Regions from separate parts of the Mus musculus genome. Here region 1 is linked to region 2. Evidence: chromatin contacts called from public promoter capture Hi-C data. All regions are on one chromosome and are shown on one strand. Each heading gives the region's core, a stretch centred on a gene start, on an enhancer-like site or on the middle of the called end of the contact. The rest is flanking DNA. Distances are from core to core; before and after follow the strand shown.

Region 1 (5,290 bases), core at 1,960-4,459, 3.7 Mb before region 2:
CCCGCACCCCCCCAGCATTGTGCCACAACCCCAGACTGGCGTCCCGGAGCTCCGGGCGCCCCTCGACCGCCACCGGCATCACCTGGGCCGCTACGCCGCAGTGCCTGGCCTGCTGTCCCCGAGCCCGGAGCTTCCCGGTGAGGCTGGAACAATCACCCCGCCCCCCAATCAAATTCGCCCAGGATCTTCCTCTGCGGATTGGGGGTTTGGGAGGGAGGGGGCTCAGAGAGTCAGAAATTGTTTTCTCTCTGCCTCCCAAATCGGCCACAATGTTTCTCCATTCAGCGCCTGCCCGGGATCACTTAACCAAGGCTGGTCTTCGCGTGGCACCTAGGTCGACCCTGCAAAGGAGCACAGACCAAGCATAGCTCAGCCTTCTCCTGCGTCTGGGTCCCAGCAGACCCGTGTCCTCGGGTCTTCCAGACCCATCTCGGACAGGGCCGGCTTAAAATGACCCTCCTCTTCTTTTTCTTCTACCCCTCCCATCGCGGAAGTCTGCTCCCGGGCGAAATCGGAGACAATTTCAACTCTGAGAGGAGCAACCCAGCAAGCGAAATAAACTGTACACCACCATGCACGTGCGACCAAAATCTCTCGGCCCTCCTCCATTTCGAATACTTCTCTCCTTATTTCCGAAATACGCATTGTTTTAATACTTCATCTCAGTTCCAATAGAATGGAGATATTCTTAACTGTGAACTTTGCAGACAATCAAAACCTTTTTTAAAGCCATTCCACCGTGACAACAAAGCGATTAAGATGTTTTCTATTTCGTAAATACCATTTAAAATTGCTATATTTTATGCTCTGGGTTCTACACTGTCTTATTTGCACACTATTTTGTGTCTGATTTAATCTATAACCGAAAACATAATGTATTAAGTGAATACATATTTGCTCAGCTGATAAGCTTTTTTTAATATTTATTCGGAGAATTTTGCATTGTAAATAAACGGGACTACACAAAGACTTCTTTGTGCTCGAACTGCATACAAAGGGGTTTGGGGCTCTCTTCCCTCTGGGGAGCTTCACTCTCCCCGGGTCCAACAAATAACTCGCTTCTCCACCGCGCGGGCCTATTCGGCGATAGCCACGGCGCGGAAGGCTCAAACAAGGCCGAGGCGTTGTTGGCGCCGGGGTCAGAGGATGGGCTGCCCGGGGATGGAGAGGGACTTGCGCGCCCCAACCCAGGCCGGCGCCTCTCGAGCCCCGGAGGGCGCCGAGCAGGACAAAGGGAAAGGAGGAAGGGGAGGGAGGTCAGGAACCTGCCGCTTCAAAGGCGCCGAGGGCCGGAGTGGGGTCGGAGGCTGCGCGCGCGGTACAAGGCTTCGCGACGGCCTCCGGGGAGTCGTGTGCGCTGGGCTTTTGTTCTGGGCCCCCCACCCCCAGTAAGACATTTCAAAGTGGGAGCGAAAGTGGGGGCTGCCGGCGATTCTCGGGACGCGGGCTCTGGGCTCAAGCAGTGGCTTTACTCTCCACCCCCTGCGGGCCGATCGCCGGCTCGTTCGTGCCTTTCTCTCAAGCCTGCTAGACTTTCTACGCAAACAAGGGGTGGGTTGTGTCTCCGGTACCCGCCGTTGCGCTTCTGAACGGACTAGAGGGGACTTTTCTTTGTGTTCTGTCCTGCCCGAGAGCTGCCGCGCCGCCCCGGTCTGCTCGCGCCCAGGGCCTGGGAAAGCCGGCTCCATACGGAGCGAGTAAGGGCAGAAACTGAGGCCACAGACCGAGAGCCGCGGCCGGAAGCTGAGATGCAGCAGATCGCCGAGTCCCGAGGCTCCGAGGCCTCCCCAAGCCAAACCCCGGTACAAGACACCGCAATGGACCCCGGGCAGGATTGGACCAGAGGAAACAGTGGCAGCGGGCAGAGAGCCGCGCGCGGCCGGAGAGCCGACGACGAGAGCACAGCTAAAGAACCCGAACCCCAGAAATCCTCCCCCGGGTGGCTGGGCGTGACCCCCAGAATTGTGCACCCTCCTGAGGCTTGGGCAGCACTCGTACCCCCAGCTCCTCAAGGTTTGCTTTGTTTTCAAATTTCGCATCGAAACGCCGGGTCTGAGACGCCTTTGTCCTCCGGTGGAGGCCAAGCTCTGGAGTCCGTGGGCTCCCTCCTGCCGAGTTTCCCGCGCGGGTGGGCGCAATGGGGCCTGCAAGGCCAGGCCGCAGCCAGGAGCGCGCCGGGAGCGAATGGCTCCAGCGTCGCTTCACAACCCGCTCCCTGCGAAACCCGCCCCCCCCCCATCAGCCCAGCTAGGAACGGGGACTGGGTGGTGCAAGACCCCCGCTCTGGGAAATGGACCGGTCCCCGGACCACGCCACGCGGGTCTTGGCCTGAGCCCGCGTGCTGCCCAGAACGCGCAGCATGAAGACGCCCCACTGTTCAGCCCCCCTCCTCCATCCCAACTCCCCCAGAGAGGGAAAAAAAGGGAAATGTTCTGAAAAGAATTAAGTCTGTGGGGAGCGGAACCTGAAAACCTGCCAGTACCCCTCTAATCTCCTGTCCCTTCACTGAGGCCCGGAAAGCCGTGGCCACGGAGAGCCGACCGTTCCCTGCGCCACGGAACGACCGGGCGGAGCCCATTCAAGATTGCTGGGGGAGGGGAGTAAGATGGGGGAGCAAATAATTGGGGTTCGCTCCTGGTTCCTCCAGAACTGGGCTCTCACTGACTGTCCATTCGGGGCTACCCGCGAGGCTCTTGCTGAACGAAGCTTGGCGGTCTCTGTCCTGTCTCGATAATTTATTTTTAATGCAGGGTGTCGATCGAGACAACAAGCGCTCAGAGCAAAGCAAGGACGCATTACGGGGGGAATTTTAAACCGATCGATAAAATTTTTCAGAAGAAAAAATATCGTACTCATATATATAGTCCATCTTTTAAAAAAAAGCCTTTCAACATCATAACGGATTTTAAAAGGGAAGCTCTATTATTTAACATCACAATCCTGAATTTCTTTTGCTTAAAAATGTAAACCCCCAAAAACCAAAATAATATAATAAAATAATAAAAATAGCAAAAAAAATTAAAAATGAAAGCAATTTGAGTTACTTACTGGAGGCTGTTTCCTGGATACAATTGAATGCAATACAATTAAATCAGTAAATGTGACTTTGGTTTGTATTCCTATTGGTATTTTCAATGTGCTGACTGTTGCACTGTGAATGCACGGCTTCCACAACAACGACTCTAGCGAGCCCATCCAGAGCGGCTCTCAAACCTGCAGCCCGGCGCGGCGAGCCACGGGCCCTGCATACTAATAAGCTCGTGCCACTCAGCCCGGAGCAGCCCGAGCGCTGATTGGCTGCTCGGCCCTCCACGGCCCTGAGCTCGTGCCACTCATTCGGCGTAAACAGGCCTCCCAATAGGCTGGCGCCGGGCCAGGGAGCTGCCAATCAGGGAGCAGCAGGGCTACTACCAAGCCTGATGGCGCCTAATTCAAGCCCAGCGACTGCGCAGCTCCTTTGCGCAGATCATTGCTGCTGAATGGGAATGTGGTGGCGCAGGGCGGGAGAGGAGCTAGGGATAGTGAGAACGGGTGTCCGTGTCCAGGGGAGACTTGTGGTTTTGTTTTTCCATAATTTGTCAGGTGTAAGGTTTGGGGCATTTTTATTTGTTTTTATGCACAAAATAAAAAAGAAGAAATAGCCTCACGCTGTAAACCAGATGCTCTGTCCATACCAAGGGTCTGTTTGGCAGGTGGCAGAACCTGCTGCACGTAGGCCCAACTTCCAAGCGCAGATTCTGAGTTACCCTGATGTACCTCCACTCCCAGGCGCCCCCCACCCAAACTAGGAATACACTTCTGCCTGAGGCATGCCCACAGGCTCCATATATGCCCTTCTTCCCCCTGCCCGAGAGGCAGATGTACCTTTCTTCGCCAGCCATCTATCTGTCCGCTCTCAATTATTATCTCCCTCCGCCACACTTTGCAGCGTAGCAACAATCGAAATGAAAATCGAGGCTCTGTTGCCAAGATAAGGATTTACTTTTTCTATCAGCCCCTAGATTTTAAAAATATCTTCACTTGATAATTTTAGGGGTGGTTGTCATGGTGTGAAAACCATGCTTAGCATTTCTCAGGGCCTGTCCCTGCATATTCGCAAATTTCTCTCTACAATGGAAAACAGCCTCTAAACAATTCTCTTTATCATAATCAGAATCAAAGCGCTTTTAAAATATTCTGCAAGCAAATATTTCGGTTAGAATTTGGTTGCCTACCCAAATGTTATTTATTCTCAAGAAGTAGAGGTGATGTCTTAGTGGCGATGAATACATAATTTCTGCTTCTCTTTTTCTCTGTGTGTTGGGGGGGAGTATTTAAGTAGATGCCAATCGACACAGCTATATTCCTTTGGATTTTTCCAGTCTCTTTCCTGCGTGGACACAAAGGAGTTAAATCTGAGATCTGTGGTCTCCTCTCTTTCCCCGCCTCCCTTGCTTCTGCAAAACGGTCACGATTGGTTGGCACTTTGCCAGCGGGCTGTCCATCACTAAGTGTAAACAAGGCGCTGATTGGCTGTTATCCAGTCCGCACCGGGCCTCCTGAAAAAAGCAATTACTGGCTCCGCGGTTTCAAGGCTGCCCAAGGCCGCTTGATGAAAGGAGATAAACCGGGGACGGTTTCCAGGATCCCCGCGGGCCGACCCAGGCAGCTCGGGAGCCGAGGTGCGGCGGAGAGCTTGGGGATCAAAGGCATCTGAAGAGAAAGGGGAAGCGGGCGCACTGCCGGGCCGGCCTGGCCCCCTGCGGGCCACGCTGACCTGGGAGGATGGGGGCGGCGGGCGGGGACTCCGGGATTTCCCCCTCGCAAGCGACTGGGCTTCGGCCGCCGCCCGCTCTAGGTAAGCCGGGGTCTCCGCAGGCCGCCGGACGGGGAACACAAGCCTGACTGCGGGGTGGAGGCGCGAGGCCAGCCCGGGATTGCGCCCTCTCCAGCGCGGTGATTGCTGCGCGCCGGGGCGCACGAGCTGCGGTGAGGCACATCTCCTGCAGATCCAGTACGCGATTGAATCAGGCCATCCTGTGAGGGATGGGCGCGAATTCCGGCTCCCGGTGGCTCGGTGGTGACCCGACGGCGAACGCCGGCCGGGCTTGGCCTGAGGTGAGCTCCGTTGTTCTGGTCCCTCCAGCGGCGGGCAGCCGTTTCCCGCTTCGCACGCACGGAGAGAAGATTCCCGGCTCGGGAGAAACCGCTGCTGGCAACGGGAGGCCCCGGAACGCGAGCGCCCCTGTTCTCGGTTGGTGTAAGCATCTCTTGCAAGCCGCAGATTTTCTGAGTGCTTGGAATTCGAGTT
Region 2 (4,600 bases), core at 2,088-4,587:
TCTGGGTCATGTGTCCCCTTGTTCCTTGTCGAAGGGGAAGGGAGGATGGTAGGACTACATTCAGACAGCTACTCACTGGGTCCCTGGGAGCCTACTTCTCTGCTCCCGGAGACCAAAAAAAAAAAAAGGAAGGAAGGAAGAAAGAAAAGAAGTGGCATGCACATGCCCTGAAACCCTGTCTTGTATCATGGACCCTCGTGCTGCAGTTTATCCTTGGCCTTCTCTGATAAGACTCCTGTTTCCAAATTACTTTATTACAAAGAGGTAAGAGGACAGTGGGTGGGGAGATAGGGAACTTGGCTCGGTTGGTAAAGAGTTTGCTTGATCACACTAAGCCCTGGAGTCAATCCCCAGCCAAACATAACATGGGTGTGTGTGGTGATGCCGGCTTTTAATCGCAGCACTTGGGATGTGGAGGTAGGAGGATCAGAGTTCAAAACCATCCTCAGTTACATAGGTCACTGTTGACTCCTCCCCTCCCCACCCACACTCGGAGGAGGAGGAGGAGGAGGAGGAGGAAGAGTGGGAGAGGGGAAGGAGGAAGAGGAGGAGGAGAAGGAGAAGGAGGAGGGGAAGGAAAAGAAGAAAAGAAGAAGGAGGAGGAGGAGGAGGAAGAGGAAGGAAGAAGAAGAAGAAAGACACAGACACCTACAGAACTAATTACTTACTGTTGAGTAGAAAGCCTTACACCCCTTGAAAAATCTATATAGATTTTGGCCTAAGAATAAAGGCAAATGGTTTGCTTTTTCTATAGGAAAGTTAGTTTTTATTCCAAAAGCAATGGAGAGCCACAGATTTATTAGGGAGTGGGGTGGAGGAGCTCAGGCTGGCTGATGTGTGCAGGGATTGCAAAGTTCACACCTGCTTAAGTGTCACAGTTAGCATCTGAATCCCCATGGGATGCTCCCATCAGTATGGGATACTCCCATCAGTATGGGATGCTCCCATCAGTATGAGATGCTCCTCCCATCAGTATGGCATGCTGCCATCAGTATGGGATGCTCCCATCCATATGGGATGCTCCTCCCATCAGTATGGTATGCTGCCATCAGTTTGGGATACTCCCATCAGTATGAGATGCTCCTCCCATCAATAAGTGCTGGAGGTCTGAGACAAGGGGAGATGACTGTGGACGGCTCTCACTAAGGAGCCCTTGGTAGCCCTAGTCAGACACTTGTGAACGGGCGAACAGATTGGAAGGAGCCCTTGTTGCTTTGATTTTTTTCAAAACCTACTTTTCATGATGGTTCTTAAATGCTTCAGCGTCCCCTCTAGCCCACCACCCACCTGAGGCAGTGGAAAAGGAAGGTTACTAGGATACGGGGGAAGTGGACCTGTTTAGAAATGGTTCTCTGCAGCGATTTCAATCTCCAGCTGACTTTCCAAAGAAAATTGAAGTTTCCACTTCAAGCTCTTACCATATACTTCTGATATTAAGATATTCCATTTTGGCTGTGACCGGAAGCAATGGACCCAGTCGATTTTGGATTAAAACTGGCAAAACCAGGAACTTAAATACATCATTTCCCCTTTCATATTTCCTCAGGTATGTGTCATAGTATAAGATCATATGTGTTGGGGGCCAGAAATCGCCTCACAAGCCACACAAACACCAATCTCAGTCAGACAGGGATAGTTTATTGAGCAGGTGCCCCAGGACTGGGTGACGAGGGTCATGGTCCAGATTCAGGTTGCCAAGGTCATGAATGTGTTTTGTAAGTCCCTTCCTTGCATAAGATATGTATCAGCAATTGGTGATTCCGTGCAAGACACTGAAGCTTCACCCTTTTATGGTGGTCCCTGGTGTCTGGCCCTTGAATAACACTGAGAGAATAGGAAGACTGAAGAGGGTACCTGCCATGTGCTACTTAAAGAGCAGGAAGGGAAAAGGCCTAGCGAAACAGGTTATGAGGTGAGGCCAGAGAGCTTATCGGCCCTTCCTGATTAGGTCTAGTGTAATCAACCTTGGGGCTCACAATCTGAGTCCAAGTCAGGTCTGGCCACCTTCTTCAATATGTTAATTAAAATTGCAACTTGGGCACGGGAGGGATGGCTCAGCAGTTAAGAGCACTGGCTGCTGTTCCTGAAGACCCAGCAGCCCACAACTGACTCCAAACTACAGTTCCAGAGAATCTGACACCCTCTTCTGGCCTTTGCAGGCACTGTGTATGCACGGTGCACAGACACAGAAAGACTCAATGTTCAGGCAGATTTCTGAGTTCGAGTCCAGCCTGGTCTACACAGCGAGTTCCAGGACAGCCAGGGCTACACAGAGAAACCCTGACTCGAAAAGCCAAATTAAATTAAATTAAATTAAATTAAATTAAAATTAAAATTAAAAGTCGAACTGAAAACAGAAAGCAGAAAAGGGAGATTTATTAAACCTAGCAACATCGGTAAGAGGAACAGAGGAATCCAGAGAAGTCCACAAGTCTGTCCTCCGTCCAGAAGTGAGATAAAAATGTAAGCAGAAGGCCGAGGATTTGCCACCTAAGCCGTCCCTTCCAGGGCAAGGTCCCGACCATCATTGAGACGCCCTTGCATGGGCTTCAACCTCAGCCTGTAAGGTGGTCTGAGAAGTCTCTGGAGCTCTGTGAAAGCTGTTTTTGGGAGTCACGTTTTTTTTTCTCCCAGCATGACATTCCTGAGGTGGGTGGGGGAAGATCTTTACTTCTTTGGGGGTCCGTTTTTCAAACAGTCTGATAGATCGAGAGGCTCAAATGTCTCTTTGGAACGACTTCATCTATTTACACAAAAGTAAATGAACACACGCGCCTTCTGTATTTGCACAAGGCGAACTCATGCGGGCAGAGCGGCTGGCTGGGGTTGAGGGGGACGGGTGGGAGAACTGAGAACAACAACGGGCAGGAGTGCAACCTTGCCTCACGTGCAGACACAGATATAACGTCTAGGGAAGGCCTCCACGTCCAGATTCTGGAGCAGTTAGTTTAAGTGCCCGCAAAAGGGAAAGGGCCGGCTGTCCCTTTTCAAATAAATCCCAGCCTGCGCAAGCGTGGAGGGGAGCGCCGGAGGCTCGTTCATCATAGAGGCGTGAGGCTAGATTGTCTCCGGTCCCTGGGCGGACATCTTAGTTCCTGGCAGTAAATTTGAAAACATTTATAAGTACCACTAAACATGGCTGCACCTCCCAGAATAGTGGACATTAAAATACCTGTCCCCGGAGACTCAAACTCAGGCGAACACGCGAGTCAGCGGCGCCTGTGTCAGAACAGGCTCTCCATGCCATGCCCACCTCCCTGCCCTTTTCCGAGATGGCGGCGGGGGCGGACGCTCTAGCTGCTCGACTCGGTGTCGCGGAGGGGCGCGGCCTGCCGCGGGGTCCGAAGGAGGCTGCGGCGCTCGGCTGCGCCTTCGGTGCGGCTTGGAGATCCGGACGCATCTGTGTCGCGCCTCGTCCCTCTGCGGCCCCGCGCGGACCGCTGTAGCCGCGCCTCGGGCCGGAGGATGCCCAGGAAGCTGCTGCTGCTGCCCCCGCTGTCCGCGTGCTCTGCTCTGCGTGTCCCGCGGGCTCGGCCCGCCGCCTCGCCGGCCATGAACGCAGCCCGCACCGGCTACCGAGTCTTCTCGGCCAACTCCACGGCCGCCTGCACGGAACTGGCCAAGCGCATCACTGAGTAAGCGAGGTGGTCCCCGGGGTGGCCCTAGCCCCTCTCCCCGTCACCTCCACCTTTGCACCCGGGAGCAGCAGGTTTGGGCCGACTCCCCAACCCCGTCCCAGGGCCGCGGCGCACTCTTAACCCTAGAGAGGTTTCCTGCGCTTGCCCTGAATCTGACCATCGCCATTTCCAGGCGTCCCTAAAGCGACAGGCGATGTGGGTCCATCCTAGACCGAAGGGTTAGGACAGTCAGGGAGAAGGGAACTCAGAAGTACTTCGGGCTGGGCGGGGGGAGAGCCGCGATTACAAGTGTGTAGGATCAGTTGTACAAAAAAGTGTTTGCTTAGGGGTGTGTGCGTGTGTTAACCACTGACCTCAGGGGACCGTGGGGGCCCTGAGATGTCTTTCCAGGCTTGTTTGTTGTTACCGATGCTGGATGGATGAAGGACGTGATTTTTTTTTTTTTTTTTAAACCTTACTTACAAACTGTGGGTGCTTCTATGGGGAAGGGATGGGAGCGTGAGCCTGAACTTTGCGGAAATCATGGAGAAGAATCCTGCAGAGCAGAGCCTCCCGGTGCCCTGCTGATAATAACCGGTCTACTTAAAGGCCCCTTTTCAATTTTGGAGAAAACTAGAGCCCTGGTATAAAGAGCCTTAAGGGCCCTTTGTGAAATAAGCTTTTTAGTAATATGTATCGTTTCTCTTCTCCTTTATGGGACAGAGCTTTATCGTAGCTCCTGCTGGCCTGGAACTTAGTGAATGGATGAGGCTTGCACTCTCAAGAGTTCAAGCCGGGAGATCTGCCTGCTTCTGCCGCGGGAACACCACACCCATCATGGGCTTTGGTTTCTGAGATAAGGTCTTATGACCCTGGTCACACTCTAAATGGTGTGATATTTCTGGCCTTGGCCTTTCCGATGCTGGCAGTTCAGGTGCGCACTTGGACTCCCTGGCGTAAATGACTTGACTTTGAACATTTAA

Evidence for each region. Promoter capture Hi-C pulls out the DNA fragments that hold promoters and counts their contacts.
Region 1: a promoter capture Hi-C map of embryonic stem cells shows a contact between it and region 2. The contact joins the promoter of Bahcc1 here to the promoter of Prpsap1 in region 2.

The regions. Positions count from the first base shown.
Region 1 is chr11:120,230,866-120,236,155 of GRCm38.p6, reverse strand. Bahcc1 (BAH domain and coiled-coil containing 1) reads right to left here and starts at 3,209. Exons shown (of 28, transcript NM_001347621.2): 1 at 3,049-3,209. 2900052L18Rik (RIKEN cDNA 2900052L18 gene) reads left to right here and starts at 4,539. Exons shown (of 2, transcript NR_151480.1): 1 at 4,539-4,661; 2 at 4,858-5,290. Gm11772 (a long non-coding RNA gene) reads left to right here. Exons shown (of 2, transcript XR_001780401.2): 2 at 1-972.
Region 2 is chr11:116,489,083-116,493,682 of GRCm38.p6, reverse strand. Prpsap1 (phosphoribosyl pyrophosphate synthetase-associated protein 1) reads left to right here and starts at 3,337. Exons shown (of 10, transcript NM_026364.1): 1 at 3,337-3,635. The coding sequence starts at 3,466.